3 separate regions of the Mus musculus genome follow, and regions 2 and 3 are each linked to region 1. Evidence: chromatin contacts called from public promoter capture Hi-C data. All regions are on one chromosome and are shown on one strand. Each heading gives the region's core, a stretch centred on a gene start, on an enhancer-like site or on the middle of the called end of the contact. The rest is flanking DNA. Distances are from core to core; before and after follow the strand shown. Region 1 holds the start of Msmo1 (methylsterol monoxygenase 1). Region 2 holds the start of Mfap3l (microfibrillar-associated protein 3-like). Region 3 holds the start of Ints10 (integrator complex subunit 10).

Evidence for each region. Promoter capture Hi-C pulls out the DNA fragments that hold promoters and counts their contacts.
Region 2: a contact with region 1 is called in a promoter capture Hi-C map of pre-B cells. The contact joins the promoter of Mfap3l here to the promoter of Msmo1 in region 1.
Region 3: a promoter capture Hi-C map of pre-B cells shows a contact between it and region 1, with 6 times the contacts expected there. The contact joins the promoter of Ints10 here to the promoter of Msmo1 in region 1. A contact is called at or near these places in 3 of 39 promoter capture datasets (cranial neural crest, liver and pre-B cells) and 1 of 484 Hi-C or Micro-C datasets (pre-B cells).

Annotation. Positions count from the first base shown.
Region 1 is chr8:64,731,665-64,735,251 of GRCm38.p6, forward strand. It overlaps Msmo1 (methylsterol monoxygenase 1), which reads right to left and starts at 1,914. Exons shown (of 6, transcript NM_025436.3): 1 at 1,844-1,914.
Region 2 is chr8:60,630,920-60,634,506 of GRCm38.p6, forward strand. It overlaps Mfap3l (microfibrillar-associated protein 3-like), which reads left to right and starts at 1,906. Exons shown (of 3, transcript NM_027756.5): 1 at 1,906-2,139. Gm34730 (a long non-coding RNA gene) reads right to left here and starts at 936. Exons shown (of 3, transcript XR_379010.3): 1 at 548-936.
Region 3 is chr8:68,792,226-68,795,812 of GRCm38.p6, forward strand. Ints10 (integrator complex subunit 10) reads left to right here and starts at 1,704. Exons shown (of 17, transcript NM_027590.4): 1 at 1,704-1,923; 2 at 2,386-2,453. The coding sequence starts at 1,795.

The sequences.
Region 1 (3,587 bases), core at 664-3,163:
CCTTTTCTGATGTATCTGAAGACAGCTACAATGTAATCATATAACTTATAAATAAAACTAAAAAAAAAAAAATTGCCACCAGGCAGTGGTGCTGCAATGCCTTTAAACCTAGCACTTGGGAGTCAGGGGCAGAGTGAGTTCCAGGACAGCCAAGGCTATACAGAGAAACCCTGTCTCAAAAAAAAAAAAGACAATAATATTAATAATAATACTATAATAATAATTTGTCAGGAAACCTCAATAAATATCATGTTAAGCACTGAACATAAGACCTGGCACACAGCATCTAAAATAAGCTAACAATTATTGAGCACCTTCTGCATACCCAGTATATGCTGTCATTTTAAGCTAAACCCTTGCCTCGCTGTGAAATAGAGGAACTTCTATGATCCTTGGTTTTCAAATGATGAGCTGAGGCTTAGGATAAATGAATAACAGTACAAAGTTGCACGGATGGGGAGTGGAGGAGTACAGCTTACCCAGGCCCCCTGAAAAGGCTGCTCACACTGGCGGTATGTTCTCACTCCCCATCGTTTTCTATTTCTATCCGTATGCTCAACTTACTCTTAAAAAAAATTTCACAAAGTGCCCCAGGTCTGTCTGTCTCTCTCTCTCTCTCCTCTCTCTCCTCTCTCTCTCTCTCTCTCTCTCTCTCTCTCTCTCTCTCTCTCTCTCTCTCTCTCTCTCTCTCTGCCTGTCTCTCTGTGTCTCAAGATCTGTGTCTTAAGTTGGGCTTAAAACTATGAAACTAAGGACGACCTTGAACTCCTGATACCCTGCTGAGATTACCAGTGTTCGCCCACACACTCAGCAACCATCAAGATTTGACATTTCTCCATTTGACATTTTTCCTAGTCTCATGGAATGCTGGTTGATACCCATCATCTGTAACTCTTATCCTGATTTAGATTCTGATTACCCAAAAGGCTGCTGGCCTGGATCAAACTTGAATGCATCCTACAGTGCCTCAGGTGCCCATCGCAAACACGCTTTAATGCCTAACTTGAGAAACTTCATCACCTCCAAAAGAGCTGTTCTAGTCTCTAACTCGGCATCCTCGACTAAGTCTCCCAACTTCCACACAATGCTGAGACAGCGTTCAGTTACCTCAAGTTCACGCTCCGTAATGAGGAGAGGAAAACAGGGCATGTAGTTTTAAACAAAGTGTCAGATAAAGTGATCAGACAGGAGAGGGGAAAGCAGGCTTTGCTGAAATGAATATCCTGCCTTTTCAGTTTTGAGCAGCCTGCTTGCCTGGAAATTCGATCTGAATCAGGTAGACTAGATCCTCGGATTTCAAAAAATAAAAAGGATGAAAAAAAAAATGTATTCGTAGGATAACTTAACTCCTGGCTGACGATCCCAGCCCCTCTTTCGGCACTGCAGCTTAGAGAAGCCTTAGGCACAGGGTCAGGATCCATTTAAACATAAGTTTAAACCTTCATGGTTCAAGCGCGGGTAATTCTCCTAATGTGAAGCCCAGACCTCTCGTCCATGCACCCCTCTCTCACATGGAGCCACATCCTACAATACCTCTGGGACAGCTTCCTAGATCCACAAACACAGAACACACCCTACTCCCCCACTTGGTGATGGTGTTTTTGTAAAAAGTTTTTAAGACTCAAGTCAATGAACCAGACTCCAGGTGATTGCAAACTCTTTAAAGGGCAGGAAGTGTTGTCATTCCAGTTGCATCACTTGAGAACCTAGGCTCCTTGCCTGGAGTCTCGCACAGCCCACCCAGGTTCTTCCCACCGCATCCTTACCGGCCTCAGCCGGACACCACCCTGCTGGTCCCCGTCTCAGTCGCCCTCCACCCGGATCAGGCTAGAGAGCGCCTTACCTGGCGTCCCCGCGACAGACAGCGGTCTAAGCGCAAGTCCTGGCAGGTGCAGCGGCCTCCTCACTACCTCTGCCGGCTCAGGGGCAGGGCCCGGAGGCCGGGCCCCGGCTCGCCTGTCGTAATTGGTCCGCCCCACTCCCGCCCTGCCTTCGCCGTGCAGTGATTGGTCCGTGCTAAGGCCCGGCAGCGTGTGACTCAAGTCAACGAAGCCCTAGCGGCGCCAGTCATTGGCTGCGCGGATGGAGTGAGAATAGTGAGACCCGCGCGGCCAGCCAGTCGTCCGCGCGGCAGCGCAGCTGGAGGCGGGGCGCCGCGCGAGCGCGTGACGGCGTGACGGGGCGGGGCAGCCGCGCGGACCCGGCGTCGCCTTGGCAACCAAGCGGTGGGTTCCTAGGCGCCCAGTGCTGTGGGTGCGCTGGGTTGTAGCATCTTGCTACTCACATTGGCTTGGCTTCATCCAGAACCCGGGGAAAAAAGTGGTATATATGTTTTAAAGACTGATTTGAGTTTTTGGTCTTGCTTTCCTGTAGTTTATTCTGGATTTCGATCTTTCTTTTTTTTTTGAAAATGACACTTATTTCTTATTATTTATACTAGTATGAATACTACATTTATTTTCACTTTAAACTGGTCCACATATCATATAGTTTAGTTATAATAGTTTGAATTCCATTATAAATAATTAATTTTTACATACTAAATTTATTCTTCAAATTTATTAATGTATCCTTTTTCTTACACTCACAGAGCCAGAGACACAGAAAGCTAGAGAGACAGAGAGATAGACAGATAGGTATGATGGGGCTTGAGGGAGTTATAGTTGGGGAATGAGGGGAAAATATGGTCAAGATAAACTGTATAGATGGATGACATTTTCAAATAATATAAAATAATAAAAACAAAATCAGTGATGTAAGTTGGATTTTTTTTAGGCTACCCTGGAGTTTTTAAAAAAATCACTTTCTAATATTTATTGTAATCAGATTAATAAAACTAGGAATTAAATTTTCATGTTAATAATATTTTTGAGACATAAATATGAAAATGATATTAAGGTAACCTGACAATTTATATGTAATGGACAATTTTGTGTATTAGATTTCGATCTTCCTTAAGACAGGTCTCGAGTTATAGTCTGGCCTTTGAGCTGGATACGTAACCTAAGGACGGCCTTGACCTCTAGTCCTCAGGCCTTGGATCATCCATCTTGCCCCCCACGTACTTTAATAAGTGAAGCTTTTTTCAAAGTTCTATTCTTTTTATCTCATTTAGTGTCTGTCTGTGAGTGTGTGTTCACAAGGGGAGTTTGTGCTTCCTTCTGCTTTGTGCTGCTGAGGGTTAACCTCATACGCTCAGGCTTGTGCTGACTGAGCCTGGCAACTATCTTTTAATAAATCTCTGCACATGGACCATAGGGTACTAGTGCAATATAGATCCTGCAATAGCTGAGGGATGCCAGCATTTCCCGTGTTGCAGATTGAGAACAAAGCTCAGAGAGGCTAGGGGGAGGGGCACATGTATGCTGAGGCCCTGGCAAGGCAGCTCAGGGGTAGAGTTTATGCTTAACATTCTAGGGGGCTGAGTTCCACAGGTAGAAATTGGTTCTAAGTCAAGGGAGTTATCTGCTCCCTAGGTGTCAAGACCTGGACCTAAACCAGCAGATGAGCTAAGAACCAAGCCTGTGTAACGCTAGTGTGAGTGCCCAAAGACAGGAGCGCTTAGACTACAGCTCTAGGCTCCTTTT
Region 2 (3,587 bases), core at 656-3,155, 4.1 Mb before region 1:
TCCACCCCTTTCCCTGCTGTCCCTTTATACCCTCTCTCCCTCCTTCTCGCTGAATTTATTCATCTTGATCCTGCACTCTTTTTTTTCTTTTCCTGTAGCCTTTCCCACTCCAGTCTTCCGTCACTGAGGGTTAAACACACAAGCATGCTGCAGCGAGTATTTCTAAGATAGAACGGGAGTATTCTGCAGGTTTGCGACAGGAAAAAATAAAAAGGAGTGGGTAGGAAAAGAAATAGAACCAAAGCGAATACCAAAATACTTTACAAGAATACACATGACTGACTGGAACAAAGGGAGACAGATTCCGTGTGGTTCTCAGCTACAACTGTACAGAATGGTTACTGAAAACTTGAACGGATTAGGTTTTTGAAAGAGGCAGGGAGGTTCGTTGAGCTAAGATGCTATGGAAACTAATGTTCAAGTATGATTTCCATTTCTCAGGCTTTTGGAGAAGGACTAGGTTTTGATATGCTTAGAAACGAGAGCCCGTGCATCCATTGGCACATAAATCCCTCTGCACCAGCGTTCGTCCGTTCGTCCCACGTACCCATGCTATTGCTTGCTGTAAGGGCAGCTCCCTCCTCCTGTCTTCTGAGCTCTGGTGTCTTGATGTTCCTCAACCTTGGGCAGCCAGATGCCAGAGGCAACCACGTGCAGCAGTCTGGCACTGTTCAGAGCATGCTCAGTTGCCTGCAGCCACTTCTGCGGCGGAACTCAGGGCTTGAGGTCACAGACAATACTTTGCCTCTGGGTTTGTCAGTCACAGAGAAGGAGGTCGACTGCTATCCCGTTAACAGCTTCCTGTCATCTTGACAGCTGTTCCTAACTCAGAGTGGAATACGCGGGGTCTGACAGCCTGAGCCACTTTAGTAGCGTTAATTTGCTTAATCCAACTCTCCGTGTTTTTCCAGCAGCCTATGACCAACATAGGTGTGGGGGCGGGGCTACCCTTCTTAAAAAAAAAAAAAAAAAAAACACGGTGTGGGGCGTGGCCGGAGGGGGCCAGGATAGAAGAGCCAGGGAAGAAGAGCTTGGTCACTGTCCCAGAAACTGACAAGATCTCCCTTAAATAGATAGATAGAATGATAGATAGATAGATAGATAGATAGATAGATAGATAGATAGATAGATAGATAGATAGATAGATAGATAGATAGATAGACAGACAGAAAGATAGATGATAGGTACATAATATTTAAATGCGTGTGGGATGGCAGGGGAGAGATCCACTAATATTGCAGGACTGTTCACAGAAAACTTATGTAGGTGGTAAAAATATTTTTAGAATACTTATTTTTTCTCATCAGAACAACTTAACTGCTCTTTAGAGAGAATGTCGAAACTGCAAATAATTTTAAGGGGCAGTTTTATAAATTTTCGCGGAACCACACCACTCAGAATCCACCGCAAACACCCTGCTGTGTCTTGTCGTGCCACTTCGAGGCGTCCACTGTGCTTTTGCTGTGACAGCGCGGCCGGCCGCCTAGGAGGCCCCATATGCTCCTGCTCGCGAGGTGCTGTGACAAGACAGCCTTAGAGACTAGGTTGGTTAATGCGTGGGTAGGCTGGTTGCCCGTGGCATCCAAGATGACATTCGAAGACGCCTTTGCCTGCGTGTCCTTGAACGCCACTGAGACGCGACGCTCCGGAAAGTTGAGGTGACAACGCCGGCAGCGCCCTGCCTCCCCACAATTACCAGTCACGCTGCCCTAGCACCACTGAGTCTGGAGGAAGAGGCAGGGTGGAGCGCGGGAGCACCGCCCAGTGGCCGCCCGGTCCCGCCCAGAGGCCGGGCTCTCTGAGCACGATGCTTCCCTGCAGACTGCAGGGCCAGCCCGGGGTGGGCGGAGCCCACCACCCGCAGCGGCCCGCCCCGGGCCGCGGCTGCGGCGAAAACCCGGTTGTGCAGAGTGCACCGGACCTCGGCGCCGCCGGGAGCCGCACTGGGCATGCTCGGCTCTCGCCGGCTCTGGAGCCCGTAGGTGGGAAGCTCCGGCTCCCGGCGGCGGGGCTCGTAACCCGCATCGAGAAGAGGCGCGGGCGGCGGAGGAGGTTGGTACACGCTCGGTGCTGCAGAGCTCCCCGGGTGGCCATGGCGAGAGGTGCACGGCGACCACCCGAGTGGCGCAGCGGTGTCAGGTCAGTGAGGGCACTGGGCGGGCGAGCCTGGGCGGCGGGCTACAGTAGGAGGGAGCCTCGCACCGGGTTTGTGGTCAGCGGCCGCCCGAGCTGCAGAACTTTCGGACGCCTGGGCTGGCGAGGCTACGCGCCTGGAGGTGCCCTGCTCTCCCAGCTCGTGGCTGGTCGCAGGATGCTGGAAGTACATGCAGGGCGGAGACCGGCGGGTTGGGGACAGTCGCGTCCAAGGCTCGTGCCACAACCTTCTGATGGCCAGGGGCGCGCTGTCCACAGCGCGTTAGCACAGAGCCTTCCCAATCTCCCGGGAGAAGGAGGATGCCACGCAGAGACAGGGCTCTTCGCCCAGCTGTGGATCGTTCTTGTCACGGTGCCTCAGTTTCCCCAGACAGGGAAGGGTGTACTGGCCTTTGCCCGGAAGGCGGCGTGGGGAGCTCCGAAGCGCCGCGTCCTGATGCTGCAGGAGTGTGGGAAGCAGCTGGTGCTAAGAGCTGCTTCCTTGTCTTGAGAGCTCTTGGAGTTTGTCGCATTTCCCACCATAGCAAGTTGACACCAAATTGTCTGGTGGCCTGGAATGGGGGAACGTCCTTCTTTGGCTAAAAAAGTAAATGCCGAGTCAATCCTTTTTAAGCCCGAGAATTGCTTGTCTCCCTCTTTAAATTAGCCTGGGATCGCAAATTCCAAGGTTTATAAAGCAAACTGGAAAAAAGAAAAGAAGATGTTTGCAGGTACATCAGCTGCTCACCCTGTAGAAAATATTATGGCTCCGTCGTCATTGTTTTGAAAGACACTTGTTCAAAGTGTGGTTACTGTAGCAATCTTTATTTGCTCTAGCTTTATATTAGGAACTTGGAATCAGCATTGCAGAAACAGTGGTTTTTGAAGTTTTCTCACTCCCCCCCCCCCAGGCAAAACACTTTTTTTTTAAAGTTGCTACTACACTCAACATAGTAAAATGTTCAGGATTAAATCTGCAAGATGGAAAAAGAATTGTTTTTCAGGAGAGACTAAATTAGAGCAAGGTAGTTTGCAGGCAGTGAGCTAATGCACAAAAATGCAATCTGTACCTTCTAAGGTAATGTTACTGTTTTCCCCTACAGCTACCCATATTCATCTATTAAAATACTTACAAGTTTGAGGAGCCCAGCACATGACTGGTTACATTACCTGGCTCTGTGTGATGCACCACGTTTACAATGTGCCCTGATTGCTCCACCTAGCTATGCCTTGTGCTGTTTAGAAAGAGACAAGTGGGATCTTTCCTTAGCTGTGTCTTTCTGATTGATAGCAGGGGGCTGAGCACCTAGGTCTTACAAGTGTTGCTGGGTTTGTACTTCTGTGCCCCCTGGGTTTGCTAGTGACACTAGATGAACACAACAGACCATTTCTTTTAAAAATAAATCTCCTCACACTCATGTGACCTTATTCAAACCCCACTCCTCACCCTTTTT
Region 3 (3,587 bases), core at 454-2,953, 4.1 Mb after region 1:
ATTTTCAGACTTCCTTTAAAAATTCAGGATAACCAAACTTGAGTTTGACATTTTTTGGTGTTTTACCTAAAACGACACCCCTCTGTCTCTGCACTTTTTGAATCAGCACACTAATTCACCACAAATTTTTACTACTTGTTTATAAATTATTCATTAGCAAGCCTGTATTTTTACATTTCTATAAATAAGATCGATATAAAACAATAAAGGAACTTAAAAGAAAGTTCATTCAAAGCTTAATATGAATGAGATGGTTTGGCCAGGTCTCACCTTGCCTTGGATGATATGTTCACGGTAGGGAAGCCACCTGAGCTTCTAGGATCACAGAACAAAAGAGAGCAACAGATCAATGCATTTGCCAGCATAGACATCGGGTAGCTGGGCTAGAGAAAGGTTGGGAAACCTCTTCCATAAAGACCAGGTATTATTTCATTCTTAACTTGAAGGTTACTGGAGCTTCAAGTCTTCCAGGCTTAAAGATCCCTCCTAAAAAGCTTATCTGGAAGAAGACAGTTAGGTCAGATATCAGAGATGATGTAGATGTTTATTGCCCCAAATAGTTTTGTTTCGTAGCCTATGTCCCTTCTCTTCACAAATAATCTTTGACATAAACAAAGCTTCATCCAAGAACTGCAATTCACTATTGTAATGTTTATATTCATATTTATTTTTAATATCTGTATTTTTTACTTAAATAAGTAAATTCCTAATTTCTTTGTTAAAGAAAAAAAAATTAATCAGAACAGGCACATGTCCTTAATTCCAGCACTTTGGAGATGGAAGTCAGGAATCAGGAGTTTAAGATCATCCTCGTATACTTGCCAAGTTTAAGGTCAGCTTGGGCCATGACCGAATGTCTCAAAGGAAAAAAGAAAAGAAAACCAGCTCTGAATTCTTCGATGTCCTGGTTTTAAGTGGCAAATGATGGCTACAGTTGATAGGAACTATATACAAACACCTATAAGAAATATATATATATACATGCACTTAGACGGAAAACCAAAGCTAGCAATTCACTTTCCGGACACTTCCAATTCAATAAATGAATATTGCCTTGTCAACAGAACAGGGGGACTGTTTTGTTATTGTGGTTGTTCAAATGCAAAACCAAAGCCAGGATTTCGGTACCGATTTATACTGCAGCTATTTTCCATTGTTCAAATGATCAAAGTTTTTTTGTTTTTTTTTTGTTTTTTTGTTTTTTTTTGTTTTTGTTTTTGTTTTTTTTTTTAACTCTTGCAGAGCAGGTGGTTCGGACATCCAGCCGAGCATCTTCTAAATGCTAATTTTTCCGTATAGGAGAAAAAGAATAAGATTCAGGCGAAATAATGCCTGGGGCAGGGGCAAAGATGTTGGCAAAGCTCAAAAGCAACAGGCGATCCAGGGTCTTTCCGCATGCGAGGGTGGGGTCGTCTTGCACAGTCCAGGCCCAGCCCTCCGCGACACTTCGAAACTACACCTTAACCCTGGGCACCAGGTTTATTTACACCGAAGGACCGCCGCTCCGTGTCTGAGCGTGTCGCGGACCTTCAAACCCGGGCTGGAATCAAAGGAGAACGCAAGAACCTGGAGCACAGGGTTGCCGACTCTGACGCTTACTCCCAGGCGGTCAGCGGCGCGCTACCATCGACGGATGGCAATCCGAGTAATGAAAATCCAGGTCTCCGTAGTTTCCATAGGACTCTACAGAACCTCTGCGGCCTGTGGTTGGCTGGTCTCTGGGCATGCGCAGTGGCCACCTGGGGGTTGGCGGCGCCCTAGTGTCGCCTACTGGAAGGGCAAAAACCCGGGACCATGTCGGCCCAGGGCGACTGTGAGTTTCTGGTGCAGCGAGCCCGGGAACTAGTGCCCCAGGACCTGTGGGCAGCCAAGGCATGGCTGATCACGGCCCGCAGCCTCTACCCGGCCGACTTCAACATCCAGGTGAGTCAGACCCGGCGCGTCCGCACGCGCGGAAGAGAGCGTTTGGCCGAGCCCAGTGGCCCTGGGCGCTTTGCGCGGCCGCTGTCCCCCTCCCCACGTTGCTCCTACCCTGCTCCACAGGACAGTTGACCAACCTTTTCCCCAGCACCTGCAAAGGCGGAAACCATACAGTAAATCCGGGTCTGGTTGATCCTGTACAGTGCATCTTTGCCACTAGGGCCCAGGGCATTCATTCATTGATCATGGTAGCAGCCATCTGTTCAGTTGCTGCTTCTTTGGGGACGTTTCTACTCCACTTGATCCTAGAAGCCCTGCAGATGGGGTGAATTCTGGGCCACCAGGCTCTCATTTCCCTTCGTGGGTGTTCTGGGTGAAGGCCCACCTCTGAGCAGTGCTGCAGGTGGGCTGGAGCTGGACCAGCTACCACCGTGGAAGCCGTTGACCCTGTCTGCCTTGTTTCAGTATGAAATGTACACCATCGAACGGAATGCCGAGAGGACTGCCACCGCAGGGAGGTTGCTGTATGACATGTGAGTTAACTGGGATCGTTCTGGGAGCTATTGTTGATATCTGAAGGGGTCCTCTTCAGATATGAACAATTGATAGTAGCAGTCGGGGCTCTGCAAGATCATCCTCTTCCCTGGTACCCAGAATTCAGGCCTTAATTGCCAACAGGCGTTCTACAGAGACGACTTTTTAATTCTTGTATTTTAATCCCCAAATTTGTAGCCAGTGATTTATCATAGGCTCATTACAAACATTCAGACAGCAATTGATAGAATGAAATGTGAAATCCCTTCTAACCCAGAGCTAAGTTTTGTGTGTCTCCATATGTATACATACATACACTGGGTAGCTGATAAAAGCGAGGCCATTCTACCCTGAAGTGTACTTTCATAACCCGCTGTTGTGGACCCTCTGGGTCTAGTCTATAGAGACAACTGATGTTCTTAATGGCCATGTATCATTTTCTGGGTGCATGGTTAATTTCCAATTTATTTATGTTTGGAATGTCAGTGAGTAATTCTGCACCCATATTTTGATGTTTTGTAGCTAAGGGATATGTACAATTCATCATCTATCAAATTACTCTTTAAAAAGGATAGCCTAAATATCTGTTTCCACAAATTATATATATGTATGTATATATATATATATATATATATATATATATATATATATATACATATATATTTATATGTGTATATATATGAATTGGCAGTTTTCCACATTTTTGCCAACCTGTATATGTTCATCTCCTCCACCACCACCACCCCTGTTTTTCCTTTTCTTCCTCATGAGACAGAGGAACCTCACTTTATTGGGCAGGGTAGTGTTGAACTCAGACCCACTTGTTCCTCTTTTCTTAGCTGGGACAGAGGCTATGCCGCCACACCCCACCTGTATCATGGGGAAAATGATATCTTACTATATCATTGTTTCTTTTTTTCCCCCGAGACAGGGTTTCTCTGTATAGCCCTGGCTGTCCTGGAACTCACTCTGTAGACCAGGCTGGCCTCGAACTCAGAAATCCGCCTGCCTCTGCCTCCCGAGTGCTGGGATTAAAGGCGTGCGCCACCACCGCCCGGCTACTATACTGCTGGTGCCCCTCATACGAGTGTCGCTGCGACTGTTCTCTTTGGTTATTTCTGGCCTGTGGTTTA